Regions from separate parts of the Sus scrofa genome. Here region 2 is linked to region 1. A link is a contact called in public Hi-C data. All regions are on one chromosome and are shown on one strand. Each heading gives the region's core, a stretch centred on a gene start, on an enhancer-like site or on the middle of the called end of the contact. The rest is flanking DNA. Distances are from core to core; before and after follow the strand shown.

Region 1 (7,890 bases), core at 2,976-5,475:
ACAAGGTGAGTATAGGAGAATAAATGAATGCTAGAGTGCACAGAGTGAGGGAATGTATAGATGATGTGGCCAGAGACCAAGGTAGAGGAAATCAGGTGCATGCCTTAAAAAGCTTTGTTTTTATACTATATGAACAGATATCTATTTTGAGAGGATCAGGATGGCATTTGCAAGGACAATGTACTACAGGAGAACCAAAGATGAGGGCTAAATGCTCTAGAATGGATTAGGGAGCTACTGTGAAGTAAATTCCATAAGTTTTGGTGATAGACTGGATATGGAAGAATGAAGCTTGAGAGAGGAATTGAGTGTAGTGAGATTCCCCAGCTTAGGCAACTAATTCTACAAATGGTGCTATATTTACAGAGACACAAACCACCAAAGGAATTCAGTGTGGGGCATTATGAGTTTGAGGTCCCACTAAGACTTTCAAAAAGAAGGTAAATATCGGAATTTATGATTCTGGAGGTCAGAGAAGCAATCTGGACAATAACTATGTTAGTCATTGGTATATAAATAGGAACTGAGGTCCTGGGAGTAGATGTATGTAAGATTATGGAACAAAAAAGAAAACATTGTCTTAGAAGCTCCAAGAGTTAATGGCAAAAAGGAAAACAAAGAGTCTTATTTTAGCCACTGAATTTAGCCTCCTCCTTTCAAATACTGACCCCTTTCCTGTGCTCCAGATTCCATGCCTTCTACTTCATTCAGGTTCTTTTCTTTATCAATTGTCTAGAATATTTTCCATTACCTTTCTTTCTCTCTCTCTTCCTCCCCATCTCCCTACCCCCCCACACACACGTGCACACACACGGAAACTCCTCCTTTAAACCTCTGTCATTTCCCTCCACCTCTCCTCACAGAAAAGTCTTCTAAAATGTCAAATGGTCTACTTTTAGGTAATATTCAACTTCACTTCCCATTCAATGCTAAAGACAATTATTTAACTTTTCAGTTTGCTACGCCTTCAAATCTGCCCTTAACAAAAACAAAAATAAATCATTATCAATAAATCAAATAAACACTTTCCAATTCTTATTTTATTTTCTGCTCCTCTGCACAGCTTTTACGTGATTATGTTCCTTGAAGTTTACTCTTTTTTTTTTTATTCTCATTCTAAAGTATACATTTCCTTGGTGAGTTTATACATTCTCTCAAGGTAAATTGCCGCCATACATTAATTTCTAATTTACATGTTTCCTATACAGATTCCTCTCTCACAGGGCCTGCTGTGTATTAGACATCTCCACTTGGACACTCCACAGGTACCTCCAATTAAATACATTCAAAACATAAAAAACTTGATTTCCCATTCCTTAAAACAACCATAAAATCCAACTGTTTCTTCTTTATTCTTTATCTTACACCATCCAGAAAACTGCTTAAGATAGAACCCCGTCGGTCATCTTTTATTCCTCCTGTCAACCTTCCTTGGTGATATCAATTCTACCCTTTACGGCAATCTCAATGCATTCTATTCTCTTTAATCCCAATCTTCTTTTTTTTTTTTTTTTTTTTTGCTTTTCAGGGCCACACCCACAGCATGTGGAAGTTCCCAGGCTAGGGGTCTAATCAGAGCTGTAGCTGCTGGCCTACGCCACAGCAACGTGTGATTCAAGCCTCATCTGTGACCTACAGCACAGCTCATGGCAACACCAGATCCCTGACCCACTCAGCAAGGTGAGAGATCGAACCTGCATCCTCATGGATACTAGTCAGATTCATTTCCGCTGACCACAACAGGAACGTCCCAATCACACTTTTAGCCTATCTGTTCTCTTCCAGGATACTATTTAGCCAAATATAACAATCAAATGTGATTATTATGTTATTACTTTACTTGAAATGTTTCCATGATTTCCTATTTATCATTACCCTTAAGGGGGAAAAAAATCCATCTTGAAGAAGTCAATTGGACTTTCATCTAATTTCTCCAGTCTCCTCTTCTCTTAGCCCTGTGTATAAATTATGAGAATTATTTGCACAGTTGTAAGGAGAGCAGATTTACTGAAGGGGCAGTCTTCCTGTTCTCTGAAATGGCTTCCATTCTCCACAATGCTTTTATCTTCTGTACATCCTTCAAAACTAAGGTTAAGCTTCTTCCTTACGGTAAACTTTACAAGGATTCTCTATCTCAGTCTAAGTTATATATTCTGCATTTATCCTCCCTGGTGCTTACAGTATATTTTATTTTCCTATCTACCCACCTACTGCTCCCAACCTATGAACTCAAGGAGGGTAGAGAGTAAGTATCCTTTCTCCTGTAACCTAAGCACTTAGCACACTTCATGGGATTTAGTTTGTGTTCAATAAATAATGCTTAATAATCATTTAACACCACACTTAAACATATACCCTTTTAACTCTTCCTTTCCACAAATATTTCATTTATTCCAATGTTTTACATTCTACTCTACATACTGGTAAATTCAAGTATTTGGGATTATTTGCTTTGAGAGCAAAGGTTTTATCTTTGTTAAAAAAAAAAATCAAGACAGATCAAATTAATTTATTCTACGATGATGTTATACCAAAGCTATATCCTAAATTCAGGAATGCCTTGTTCATATGTCACGCTTCCTGGATTATAGTTAAAGCTGAAAAACAATTTTTCAGTTCCAGTAACAAGGACTAAAAAAACTAAAGGCTGAAGTAAGCAGAGTAGAAAACAAGGGACTATATAGTAAAGAAATCTACAAAAATTCAATATTTGTAGTTCTTCAATGTTTTTAGAGCAACAAAACTATCCAAGAAGTTTCTATTTGATATTAGATTGCTTTGTCGCCCTTTGTTTAGGTTTTCTTCCTACTTATTTACTACAAGACAAATTAACACATGTTGTTCCAATGTGTTTAAGTGCTATACTGTTTTCGGTGTGTTAATCTTATCTCCCCCAAATGAGAACTTTTTTTAATTCTATAGGCCTAAAATGACAAGGTTAGGTCTAAGTAGAGAGTGAACACTCAACAGCTATTTATTGAATGATTTAGATTACAGATTATGCTGGTGAAATTCTAAATGAAAGCATCTAAACCTTAATCAAGTTTTCCAGTAGATATACTGCTAAATAGTAAGGTGGTGTTTTCGTGGGGTTTTTTTCCTGATCATTTTTCCTTAAAAAAACAAAAACCAATAATTTCCCCAATGAAAAACTCTAGTCATTATTTAGTAATACAATCCCACTTTACCAAATAGAATCAGCGAATAGGTTGTAACAGGTCATTGCTATTTAAAACAATTCAACGGCAAAAATTTTCATGGAGTTTGGATATATTTTAAAGGTATCACTGTCAAAACCAACAATAACTTAGTAGTGCAAGCATAATTTGAGAGTCTTTTTTAGTTTAGACACTTGTCAATCATGAATGCTTTAAAAATCACTCACTCCAACCCCCCACTCTCTGCCTGGCTCAAAACTTTAAGAAAAAAATTTAAATCCACCGACACAGCTCTAAATTACATGATTTTTTCCCCGCATAAAATTCCTATTCTAATAAGCTCTCGACTCAGAGTTCACAAATCACTTGAAAAAGAAAGCACATACACATCTAATTCTTATCAGTTTTTCGGGAAAGAAACGTAAAGTATTCTCTGTTATTTGCAGCTGCCTTAACAGCAAACGACAATTAAATGTGTGAACAAGGTTGTCAGAGTAACACTTATCATTCACACCACTTATGGGAAGGCGCTCCAAGACTTCCAGAAGCACTAATTAAAATTAAGATACTCACGGGTATTTGTCAGAGAGGTACATTTTGTCATTTGCTGTTTAAGACAGAGGAAAAGCAAACTGCCCCTAAGCTCAAGAGTTTTTCACTTTAAATCCAACCCACCTACCAAGGGGCTCAACAAGCATCTTACTGAGGTAAAAGTTCCAAATTCTTCATTAATACTCAATCATTCAGAAAAAAAGACCTGATGGCGGAGGCGGACGGAATTTTCTCTCATAAATCAGAAGAGAAGGGGGCAGGGGCAGGTTATCTTTCCTCTTTACTACCGAGGGGAGAAAAGTGCAAGGTCCTACTGGTAGTTGCTTGATATATTGCTCCCCCACCTTTTCTTTAACTCAGGTGAATGAAGGCACTCAAACCGAGAAGAATGTTGAACAATATTACCCACCTCTAGCCCCAAAGTACCCGGGAAGACTCTCACCCAGGACTCAGGCGTCCCTTTTTCACCTGGGCCTCGCAGAAGTCCACCGTCCTGACGTAAGCTCACTTTTCAGCAAAACGCCTCGCGATTAGTTGACTCAGGAGGGAACTCTCCGTTCTATTGGCTCGGAGAGCCGCGGTGGCGGCAAGGAGGCGGGAGTTTGAGGCTGGCTCTGACAGGCCCGCTGCTTAAGCTCCCAGAGTTCCTATTGGGTCAACGCGGGAAGTTCCAAGATGGCGGCAGTGGCGACCTGCGGCACCTGCACCGGGAGTCCCGGGTCCACAGTGGCGGCGGCCAGCAAGAACAACGTCACCAGTTTCCAGCGGAGGGGTCCTAGAGCCAGCGGTTCCGACAGTGGCTACTCTCGACTGGTGTCCATCGCGGGGACACGACCGTCTGTGCGGAATGGACAGCTGCTGGTGTCAACTGGGCTCCCAGCCCTGGACCAGCTCCTAGGTCGGTTCAGAACGGAGATCTGGGCTCAACAGAGGGGAAACTTAGGGAGGGGACCTGCCGGGGGAACCACCCTGACCCCACATCTCTGAACCCTCCGCTTTCTGACTTGGAGAGGATAGCCTGGTCTGATGGAGATGGAGGGGAGGATGGGTTGCGTGACTACTTGTAAATGCTGTTAACTAAATCTGTTTTGATGCTCCCACTTTCTACTCTGGTTCCTGCCCACCAGTCTTCTAGATTACGACAGGATCCCTACGTGCTTTTACCCTGACATGTTTCCTAATCAAGAGAAATCATTAATGTTTGGAGACGGTTTGGCATTCTTCCCAGGATCTCATCTTGAAGGCACCCTTCTGCCAACCCCACTAGCTCAGGGTGTGGACTAACTTAGAAAAGTTTATATCCATATGAGAGATGGGTTTCATTAGAAAATGCTGAAAAAAGTAACTTCCCTTCTTTCACCGCCAGGCTGCTTATCTCCTGAATCTCAATCTTAAATCATGCAGGCTTTAAGAGAATGTATGTTAAAGACTTATGTGGATCCAAAGTAGTTAAAACCTGACTTTGATCTTAACAGTCATACCCATATCTGCATTAAATGTGTGTACATATGTTTTTGTTTATTTTTTTCTATATATTTTGCTTCCTAGAGTTGCATCTCAAACAATATGTTTAAAATTGATTGGCATTTTAACAAGTAAAAGAAATCCAGTTTTAAGGCTTTCCTATGCAGGAATTTTTCATGAGAAGTCTGCTAAAGAATGTGCTTGGTTCATAACTGTTGTGTTGAAAGGAGTGATCAGATTGGATTGGTAGGACAAAGCTGCTGTGTTAATAAAGCTTGTAAATTAGTTAATTCCTATCAATGCTACTTAAAATTGGTCTATGTTTATATTTCATACATTTTTATAGGGTGAAGTGTGTGAGTTAAGCCTTTTATACATTTTCATAAAATATTACAAATGCCATCGCCTATTGTATTTGATTTGACATTTTTTCTCTGTAACTTTTTTCCCCAAGGTAGACTTTTCAGATAGGTTTAGTGCATAGATAGAAAGTGACAAAGCAAGCAACCAGTGAGAAGTGGTATGTCTTCTTACCTCTGTTTTTCATCACCTTACCTGGACCCTGGTTATTTCTATATAAATTTTAGTATTTTTCCTTAACTGTTTCAAGTTTATTGCCTTCCTAAATTGCATGGCACTGTAAAAAGAAAGGATTCAAAATATCTAACAACCAAATATTTATCTCACATTTTTTCCCTTATCAGCCTTATTTGGTATTGTCCTGTATTTCAACTTAATTTTTTTTATTTAATTAATTTATTTATTTTTTGTAAATCAATGGAGCTATCATAACTTCATTCACTTGATCCCAAAATTCTCCAAACAAAAAGATCACATTATGCCTTTAATTCCTTGCTAGAATAACAAAATGTGCCTACCACTATTTCTTGCATGTAGTAGATTCTCCTAATTTCTTGGTTGAAAGAAAACTAATGTGTAGAAAAAAAACTTGGACAAGAGATTATGAAACATGTAGGATGGATTTATGTGTTTGAGCTCTAAAAACAGAGTCAGATTAAGTGACATAAACAGAATCACAAAAATAGTGACAGTCTGGGCTAATCTTTAGGGTCCTTATTAAGTGCTCTGCGTTATACTGCAACTGTTTCAAATTTTTGGGAATTCTTTTCAGGTGTTTTTTAACCATTTATTGGCTCTATGATTAAAGCAAATATCTTTTAAAGCACCCACCAGCAAGGTGAGCCAAAGCACCTTCTTCATGTGTTTCCACAGTGATATAAACTTAAACCATAATTTAAAATTTTTCTAGATTTGCTTAGGGATGGGAACTGTAGTAATTTAACTATAACAAGCTAACCCTAAAAATTAGTGTTCATTAAGATGATTGAAATGTGTCAGTTTTGAGATATTTTGAAATATATTTTGCATGTATACAGTTAATTCTAAGAATGCACAGATGTTGAAGACATTGTTATAATAGGAATTACGACATTTGGAATAATGTTGAAGTATTTTAGTTGTTAACTTCTTAATGACATTTTTGTATTTTGATTTTCTAATTTGTATGGCCCTTTGGAGCTAACCCTATACATTTGTTTTTCATTAAAACATATTTGAAAGTGAAACATTTGGCTGCTAGTGTGTATACACAAAAGTATAAGTGATTCAGATTAATTTGTTTTCTAAATGTTATTTAAGATTGTGACAAGCCTAATATAACCATATCAGAACAAAATGTAATGATAGTAGGATGTTATATCAGAGTGATGAAACTATACTGTGATGTTGTGGTTGTTGCCTAAATATATTCTGTAGTTACTGTGTAACAGGTAAATATTGTATTGTCACTGCCATACACTGCAGTGATATTTTATTAGTGCCATTGTGACATCATTGCAGTTTTAAGCACAAGTGCAAAATATATTTGAAAAGGTATAATACCGGCTAATGAAATGTTAGTTATTTGATGATATGCTAATATTTCCATTGCTTACTCCAAAGTGTTTTATACATTTGAGAATTTCCTATTACTGAATTTTACATAATCTAATTGTATTAAATACTCGTGTTCTGACAGCTAATTTGTTAGATATCAAGATAGATTTCCCCAATTAGCTAATTTTTAAGTTCTGAGGTTTCCTAACCTAGTTTCTCAACCCTGCCTTTCTAAGACATTTATCTTGTTATTTGAAAACACTATATGTAAATATTCCATTTTTCTTCTTCAAAATTGAGATTATAGTTGGTAAAAGATTCTAGCCAGAACTTTCTTTTTTCCTAGGATAAGAAAGGACCATTTTAGGACCTTATTGTCTAACCTGGAGGAATTATCCTCCAGTCTCATCCTTCAAAAAGATACTTGAAGGAAGGGTGACTTCTCAGGTTTAAATGGCTTAAATTCTGTCCTCTTCAGAACTATTTAAATTTGGACAGTCAAGTGAATGGAAGATAGGGATTTAAGGTAAATAATAGTCCAGGAAGACAACTCTGAAGAAGCTTAATGATACTGCCGATTTCAACACAGCTGTCAAATAGTGAATACTGGTGGGCATATTTCCTTTGCTCCACTGTATCTTAATCTGGTGGCTGGGATGAAATACACTCAGCTTGGGCTATTTAACATAACCTTGGTTATGATTTTTAATGATAACTGTGCATTTGAGGTAAATGTACCTTATTCATTTGTATTGCTTTATAAAATTGTTTCATGTGATTTAATCTATAGAACCATTTTCACTGTTGATGGCTTTTCTTT
Region 2 (7,890 bases), core at 2,762-5,261, 140 kb before region 1:
CTTGCATAAATATAAGTTATCAAAGGTCGCAGCACCTGTATTTCCTCTGGCACAGCACTTAACACAGTTATCTCAGTTGCTTGTCTGGCTACACAGATAACCTTTATGATTTTGAGAGGGCTATAGCCAACTCAGTCTTGTGTCTCTTGTAACAGAGGCTGGGACAACTAGTAGACAGTAAACATTTGTGGACAGAATGAATAAGTGAATGAAGGCTGTATTTGTACTATGTTACTTTTTTTTTAAATCTTATCACTAGCTAAGAGATTCTAAGTTGCTCTGGGGCAATCATCTAATTTCAGAACATAACCATAATGCTCTGTGGTACTTAAAAACAAATACAGCTTAGTTCACTGGTATGAACAGCCCAAAACCCTAAAAATTCAGAGATAGGTAAGATCAAGGAAATTAAAGAAGAGTTTGTGAGGAAACCAGTGAAAAGAGCCAGGTAAATATAATCCTGGGATAAGAAATAATCAGCAGAAGTATATACTGTATATACTGCAAATATCCATCAGTAAGAAGCACAATTTACTAATATGAACTTAAGGTAAGAATTTATTAATGTGTGGTGGACATTAGTAAGTTTATGAGCAGGCAAGTACTAAAGTGATAAATTGAATAAGAATGTGATTTTTTTTCTATCATTACAACCAAGAGTCTCAAACCTCTGCAATATCTATATATCTCTATCTCTATCTACACCCTATCTAACTCTAGATATAACATCTGATGAAGCATCTTGAAATCAAATATTTAACATATGCCTACTTTGCTTATGTAGATGCTGATGTCACAGGAAATAAGAGGTTTTGGCCCATCCTTTTAATTTACCTGGCAAACTACAGTTCAACAAACATTTGGGTTTGGTCTTATTTTTCCAATTTAATAGTATGTGGCTTTCTTTTGCTCTGTTTAGAAATTCCTAAAATACTGTTATGAATTCTTAATGTTCTAATACATCAAAACTGAGCAATAAATATTTCATTATCAACAATAATAGCTAATCTTTACTGAGTATTTACTACATTCAGACACCACTATCTCATTTAATCTTCACAACAAACCTATAAAGGAGGTACTATTATTTTCTCCATTTTACAGAATAAGAAACCAAGACACAGAGATTAAAGTGTTCATATAACCAGCACGAGACAGAACCTGGATACAAATCTATGCAGTCTGACTCCAGAGTTCATGCTCTTAACCATTATGTTAACACAGTACATATTTCTGCTACAAAATGGATAAATTACCTCCTTAAAATAAAATAGAAAGAAACCTATTATGGACACATCATTAGAATATATCATTAGAACTCCAGAGAACATAGCCAGAAAGCTGGTGCTTAGTTTCTCTAAGAGGTGTTTCTGCCCTCAGAGAGTTTATCTTACAGTTTATATTAGAACATATATCTAAAGTGTAACAATACCCTATGAGTACAAATGGGGAGTAAACTCAGGACTGCTATGAAAGTCCAGAGGAGGAAGTGATTTCTAAGGATGGGTTGTCATAAAAGGCTTGATGGAAGAAAACAGGTCTTAAAGGAGGAATAAAACAGATAGGAGGAAGAAAAAGCTATGGTGTTGCATGCAAAAGGAACCATCTGAACAAAATTATGGATGAAGTAACAAAATATTCAATTGTTTAAAAGTTTCATGTATGAATAGGTGATGAGGCTGGAAAACGAGGATCATATTGGGAAGGTAATTGAACACCAGGTTAAGGAGGGAGGACTTTATCCTATAGACCTGCTCTGTTCAATAGTCACCAGTTAGACAGAGCTAGTGAGTACTTGAAATGTGGCTAGTCCAAATTGAAGTGGGCTGTACAGGTAAAATACACACCAGCTTTTGAAGACTTAGTATGAAAAAAGAATGTAAAATATCTCTTTAATTATTTTATATCAATTACATTTTGAAATAATCATACTGGGTTAAATAAATGTATTATTAAAATTCATTTCATCTGTCTCTTTTTACTTCCTAACATGGCTAATGGGAAATTTAAAATCACACGTGGTTTGCATTTGTGGCTTACATAGTATTTCTATTGGACTGTACTGCCCTAGAATCTGAAAAAAAAAATGAAGGAAAGTTAATGAGAAAGTATTCACGTAAAAAATGTTTAAAGAAGTTTATTCTAATATAAATAAACAGATAAATTCAGGTTGTAAGACAACTGATCTGTGTTTCAATAATCTAATGGCAGGGAAAAACAAAACCATAGTAGTGGAGAATTGGAACTGCTATAGTTCAAAAGATATTTAAGAGACAGAAAAACAAAATGAAATGTGTAGACTTTGGATTCTGAGTCAAGCAAACTAACCATAAAAAGACATTTCTGAGACAACTATGGAAATATAATAAGGACTAGATATTGAACAACATCAATGAATTACTGATCATTTTTGTGGAATAATGATATGATGGAGAGGAAAGAAAAAGTTGCAAAAATATGCTTTGGGATGCAAACCAAAGTATGTTGATATGAAGTGACAAAACACTTGGGATCTTCTGGGGACAAAAAAAAAGTAATTCTCTCTAATCCAAATAAATAAAAAATACAAGTATTAAAAAAGTAAATTGAGAAAACTAAGTTACTCTGATTAGGTTTTTAGAATTCTGTTCAAAAAAGGGAATAAAAGACATAACGTGATGCCTTAATAGAATTATAAATCAAAATAAGGTGCTCTTGCTGTAAAAATTGGATGACCTGAATCCAACGAAGAAGGAACCTGCAGTGGAAAAGGGAAGTTTAAGGGCTAGAAAAATTCAAGAGGTACCATTCTGACAGCACTGTATAAGAAGGTTTTCAGAATAACAGTTCTGTCATTTTAGGTATCCTTAGGGCCACAAAGAAGTTATGCTGGAACCAGGACTGAACACCAGATTCTCTGACTTAGTTTAACGCTGTCTGCTTTTAAATATCCTATGTTTAAAACCCAATGGAGAACCTAATTTAAACTTTTCCCTTGAGATTTTTACACTTTCCTATATCACTCAGTTTTTCTTTTATAGTTTCTAACATCATTCAATAACTGACCATATCAAAATATCTTATTTATGTACTTAGGGTTTGTCTTCGCAGCTTCTCAAAATGAGATTTGGTAGAAGAAAGATAAAAAAGATAAAGGAAAGCAAATCTAAGCAGTAACAAAACTACCTCAACATCTCCAAGTGAAAATTATATCATGCTGCCAAGCAATAAAATGCATTTTTTTTCACCTCCAGGCACAATGCAAACAAGGTTGGTCAATACTGGGTAAGCGGAACAGAGATTTGATAATAAAAGGGAACAACAGAACGAATGAACCAAGAGAGAAGTAAAAAGTAACAACAGCAACCAAAAAACTTAACAGTGCCCATTGGAGTGCCCAGCAACTGCCTCAAAAAGAGAGTATTATTCTGCTTTTTCCGTAAGCTTTAAAGATAGCATAGCTGCCCTGGCAATAGGTAGACTTGCTGAGTGTGAAAGGACTTTTAAAATTTCTCATTTTTTAAGTCGGTTGCTAAGATCCAAAAAAACAATAATAATTACGTTGAACATCTTTTCCAGAAGAAAAAAAATACTGAAACTGAATAAGAAAAACGTTGCTCAGCATAGGTTTTAGCTCCCTTCATTTTGGAATGAGAACATTAGAAGGCACGTGTGGGGACAAAGGCGAGTCAGAGCTCCTCAGCGTTCTCTTCATCCCCACCCCCCCACCCCAGCATCCCCACCCCCACCCCATCCCATCCCCAGCCACGGTACTACGTTCGCCAACCACAAAAGGACTGGGAGCAGCGCTGGGTAGGGTAAGCGGAGGAAGCTTTGGGGAAGGCGGCGAAAGCCTGGTGGCGGGGGGTGCTCTCTGAGGAAGAGGAGAGAAGCGACAGTCGGGAAGCCAGGACAGGAGTGAGTTAGAAAAAAGAAGAATGCCTTTTTCCACAGCTCCGGCACTTACTGATGACAAACGCCCTGGAAAATGCCACTGGGTTACCATAGCGACCGCGTCCAGAGGGCGGAGCGGCGCTTCCGATCGGAGCCTCAGCCTGGGCGGCTCGACTAGAAACGTGATCACGTCAGGGCAGTGACTTCCGGCGGAAGCAGAAGCCGGTTCCGTGGTTAGACAGACAGCCGTAGCAGTGGGCTTTAATGGCTCTGCTAAGTTTGGTAAGTTTGCTAAGAGGCGAATCCAGGGTAGGGTGCTGACCTGTGGAGGCCGAGGATTTCCGAGTCCCAATTTTAGGAAACCCCGGATGTCTCGTTGAACTCATTGCTGCGGGAAGAGGTTGCCTGGTTCTGGGGCTTCTGGCGGGCTGTGTTTCGGGAAGCAAGCTGGAGGGCTGCGGTATCCTTCAGTGAACAGCTTCAGGCGCTCTTTGCGTGGTCTGAGCGCGTCTCCTCTGCCCAAGGGACTGTTGCTCTCTACCTGCCGCTGCTGACGAGCTGTTTCACCTGTTATTCTTTTAAGGTAATCTGGAAGAAAAGAGGTGAACTGGAAAAATTAGGAGGGAATGCTCCCAGATTCATGTTAATTCTTTGGTGTTTTGTTTTGCTTTTAGGAAATATTTACTCATTTTGTAAACATTAATTAAACTCTAGTGTGTTTGCTGAGCACTTACTGTGTGTCGCTTTTACCAAGAAACTAGCGGAAATACTAGCAGTCATCTAGCAGTCATCCACTGCTCCGGATCATTATCGAATTTTTTTTTTCTTTCTCTCTCTCTCTTTTTTTTTTTTTTTTTTTTTTTTTGCTTTTGTATATTCATTAATTTAAGATATAAGCGTATATCATGAAACATCTAATAGGTTTTCCACACTTGTCTGTATACTTACCCATGGAATTCTTAGCACGTTTTAAAATTAAAAGATACGCTTCTTCAGGTTTGCACTGTAATCATGATTTACTCAAATATGGAAGAACTTAGAAAAACGGTTCCTTGTTATTTCTTAGATACACGCAAATCGTAATGAATTGTCATCAATTTTTCTATTCAGCTGATCTGAGAAGGCTCATTTCTTGTTGGATGGATGATGGCATTTGAGCAGATACCAAGAAAGGATTGGTACAGCATTCTAGGGGCAGACCCATCTGCAAGTGTGTCAGACCTAAAACAAAAGTATCAAAAACTCATATTAATGGTAAGTCGTTTTCTTTCAGATTCTAAATCATTGGGGGCCGGGGGATCAGTTTTTTTAGGTGACCAGAAATTTAGGTTTCCATAAAATGAATAAATGATATCAAAGCAGGAATCAGAGGGAGTTCCTGTTGTGGCTCAGGGGTAAGCAATCCGACTAGTATTCATGAGGATGCCCTTTCAATCCCTGGCCTCTCACAGTGGGTTAAGGATCCGTCGTTGTGAGCAGTGGTGTAGGTCAAAGATGCTGCTCAGATCTGGCATTGCTGTGGCTGTAGTGTAGGCCGGCCTCTGCAACTCTAATTTGACCCCTAGCCTGGGAATTTTCCATATGCCACTAAGTGTGCTCTAAAAAGAAAAAAGCAAAAACAAAAACAAAAAAAGATTGATCAGAGTATCAATTTGATTAGTTGAAACTTTCAGTGAAAGAAAAAAAGTTGATTTGAGATGGGCTAGCATGATGGTTTGGACCAGATCTGAGTCATGCTGATTGAGTCATCCTGATTCCACCACTAACTTCCTTGAGAAATTGGACAAGTTATTTTCTCCTGTATGTTCCTCAAGAAGGATTAAATGAAATAATCTTTGTAAAATTCCTTGAAATGTGCCATGTAATAGTCAACATTAGTATCCCATAGACCCTAGCTAACAGTGGCTATTAACGCACTTGAAACTTGGCTAGTCCAGAATGAGATGCACTGTTAGTGTAAAACACACATTGGAATTTGAAGACTTAGTACCAAAAAATAATATATAATAATCAAAAATTTTTATGTTGATTCAATATTGAAATGATAATATTCTGGATATGTTATTTTGGATATATATTTCAGAATATATTACATTTTGCTTATTTTATATATATTATTTGCATATTTTTACAAATACAATAAGTATTATCAAAATTGATTTCATCTGCTTTCTATTTTAATGTTGCATATGTGGCTTGCATTTATAGTTTGCATTGTATTTTTATTGAAAAATACTGATTTAGGTCAAACACTCTTCACCTGACTCCATTCTTTTGTGAAATGAGTTGTGATATTTATAAATAGATAATATCTTTCCCAACTATCATATTAATTTTTTTCAATCTATATTCTGAGATTTCTTAAGCAATGTCAGTAACTATAATGGTGTCTGGTTAACTCAGTTTATGAAAAAAGTAGAAGAGTATTACTTATATAACATCAGTTCTTTCTCTAGTTTTTATCAAATCTATGAGATTTTGTCATAGCTTACTATTTATTGTGAGAGACACTGTTTAAATGTTATTATCCCTGCTTTAGGTAGTAGTTGAGCTAAATGATGTTAAAGTTTCTTTTGTTTCAAAATGTTTAAGATTTCTGTCACTAAAATCAAGTAGACTTTTGAAAAATTTCTTCATCCTTGTGCCTTATTTAACATGGATATGAGGCTGGAGAGGTAGGTCTAGATCATGTGGGCAGGGCCTTGTAGCCATGTTGGCATTCTTTCGACAAGAAGAAGCCCTTTGCACTTAATGTGGTAACATCTGTCAAACATCAGACAAAATGAATGAACCATTTTGCATACCCTCTAGTAATGTATCAGAGAGTTCTAGTTGCTCTACATCTTCACCAACATTTGATGCTATTACTCTCTTTCAATTAATCTGTTAAGGGTTTTTCAGTTTTGCCATCACTGACGTTTGGGGCAGGATAATTCTTTACGTGGGGCTGTCCTGTTGATTGTATGATGTTTAGCAGCATGCTAGATGCTAGTAACAGCTAAGAATGTTTCCTGGTTCTAAAAACTTGGAAACCTCCCTATCTCATTGAGAACCACTGTGTTTAATGTGATTTTAGCCATTTGTATAATTGTCTTTTGTGACGTCTCTTTTAAAAATTAAATATATTCTTGATCTTGTGCATATATTATATATGTTTTCTCCTAGACTATCATTTGTCAGCTCATTTTCTTAATGATAATATTTGATGAGAAGATTTTTGTTTTGGTGGAATGTAATTTATCAAAGTTTTGTTTTATGGTTAGTGTTTTCTTCTATAAGATTTATAGTTTGCCTTTACCTTTAGACATATGATTTTTGTGTATGGTGTGATATAGGAAGTTACGTTTTTCCCTTGGTGTGGCTGTCCATTTGTTTATCATTGCCTGAAAAGATTTTCTTCTCTCTGTTGGATTGTCTTGGCAAGATGGGTCTATTTCTAGACTCTATTCTGTTTGATATATTTATCCTTTACTAATACCTCTGTCTTGATTACTGTAGGTTTATAGTCAGTTAGTTTTAAAGTCACGTAAAGTTAAGTTCTCTAATTTTATTCTTCTTTTCAAATTTATTTTGCAAAGAATATTTGTATTTGTATATTCTGCTTAAATATAGAAATATAAATTTAAAATCAGCTTGTAAATTTCTACTAAAAAAAAATCCTGCTAGCATTTTAATTTTGACTGTGTTGAATATATATCCACTTTAGCAGTCTGGACATTTAACAATATTGAGTCCTCTAATTCATTAATATATTATATCTTCTCTATTACTTGTCATCTTTGGTTTCTCAGAAATATTTCAGAACTTTCAGTACAGTATTACAGTCTATCTTTGGATTTATTTCTGGGGTTTTTTTTCTTATTTTTTGGTTCATTGTAAATGTTTTTTCTTTTTATTTCATTTTTCAGCTACTCATTGGTAGTGTATAGAACTCTAGTTCATTTTTATATACTGATCTCATATCCCACACTCTTGGTAATTTGTTTTCAGTTGTCCTACGGCTGTTTTTGTAGATTC

What was found. Hi-C and Micro-C count contacts between places; a contact is called where the count stands out from the background.
Region 2: a Hi-C map of skeletal muscle shows a contact between it and region 1, with 4 times the contacts expected there. The contact joins the promoter of DNAJC24 here to the promoter of IMMP1L in region 1. A contact is called at or near these places in 1 of 5 promoter capture datasets (liver), 3 of 47 Hi-C or Micro-C datasets (alveolar macrophages, heart right ventricle and skeletal muscle) and 1 of 2 datasets of contacts at active chromatin or transcription factors (alveolar macrophages).

The regions. Positions count from the first base shown.
Region 1 is chr2:29,226,545-29,234,434 of Sscrofa11.1, reverse strand. It overlaps IMMP1L (inner mitochondrial membrane peptidase subunit 1), which reads right to left and starts at 4,225. Exons shown (of 7, transcript NM_001245014.1): 1 at 4,120-4,225. It overlaps ELP4 (elongator complex protein 4), which reads left to right and starts at 4,343. Exons shown (of 10, transcript XM_003122892.6): 1 at 4,343-4,608. The coding sequence starts at 4,386.
Region 2 is chr2:29,361,365-29,369,254 of Sscrofa11.1, reverse strand. DNAJC24 (dnaJ homolog subfamily C member 24) reads left to right here and starts at 4,011. Exons shown (of 4, transcript XM_021085296.1): 1 at 4,011-4,155; 2 at 4,984-5,127. The coding sequence starts at 5,017. LOC100517025 reads right to left here and starts at 4,074. Exons shown (of 41, transcript XM_021085289.1): 1 at 3,947-4,074.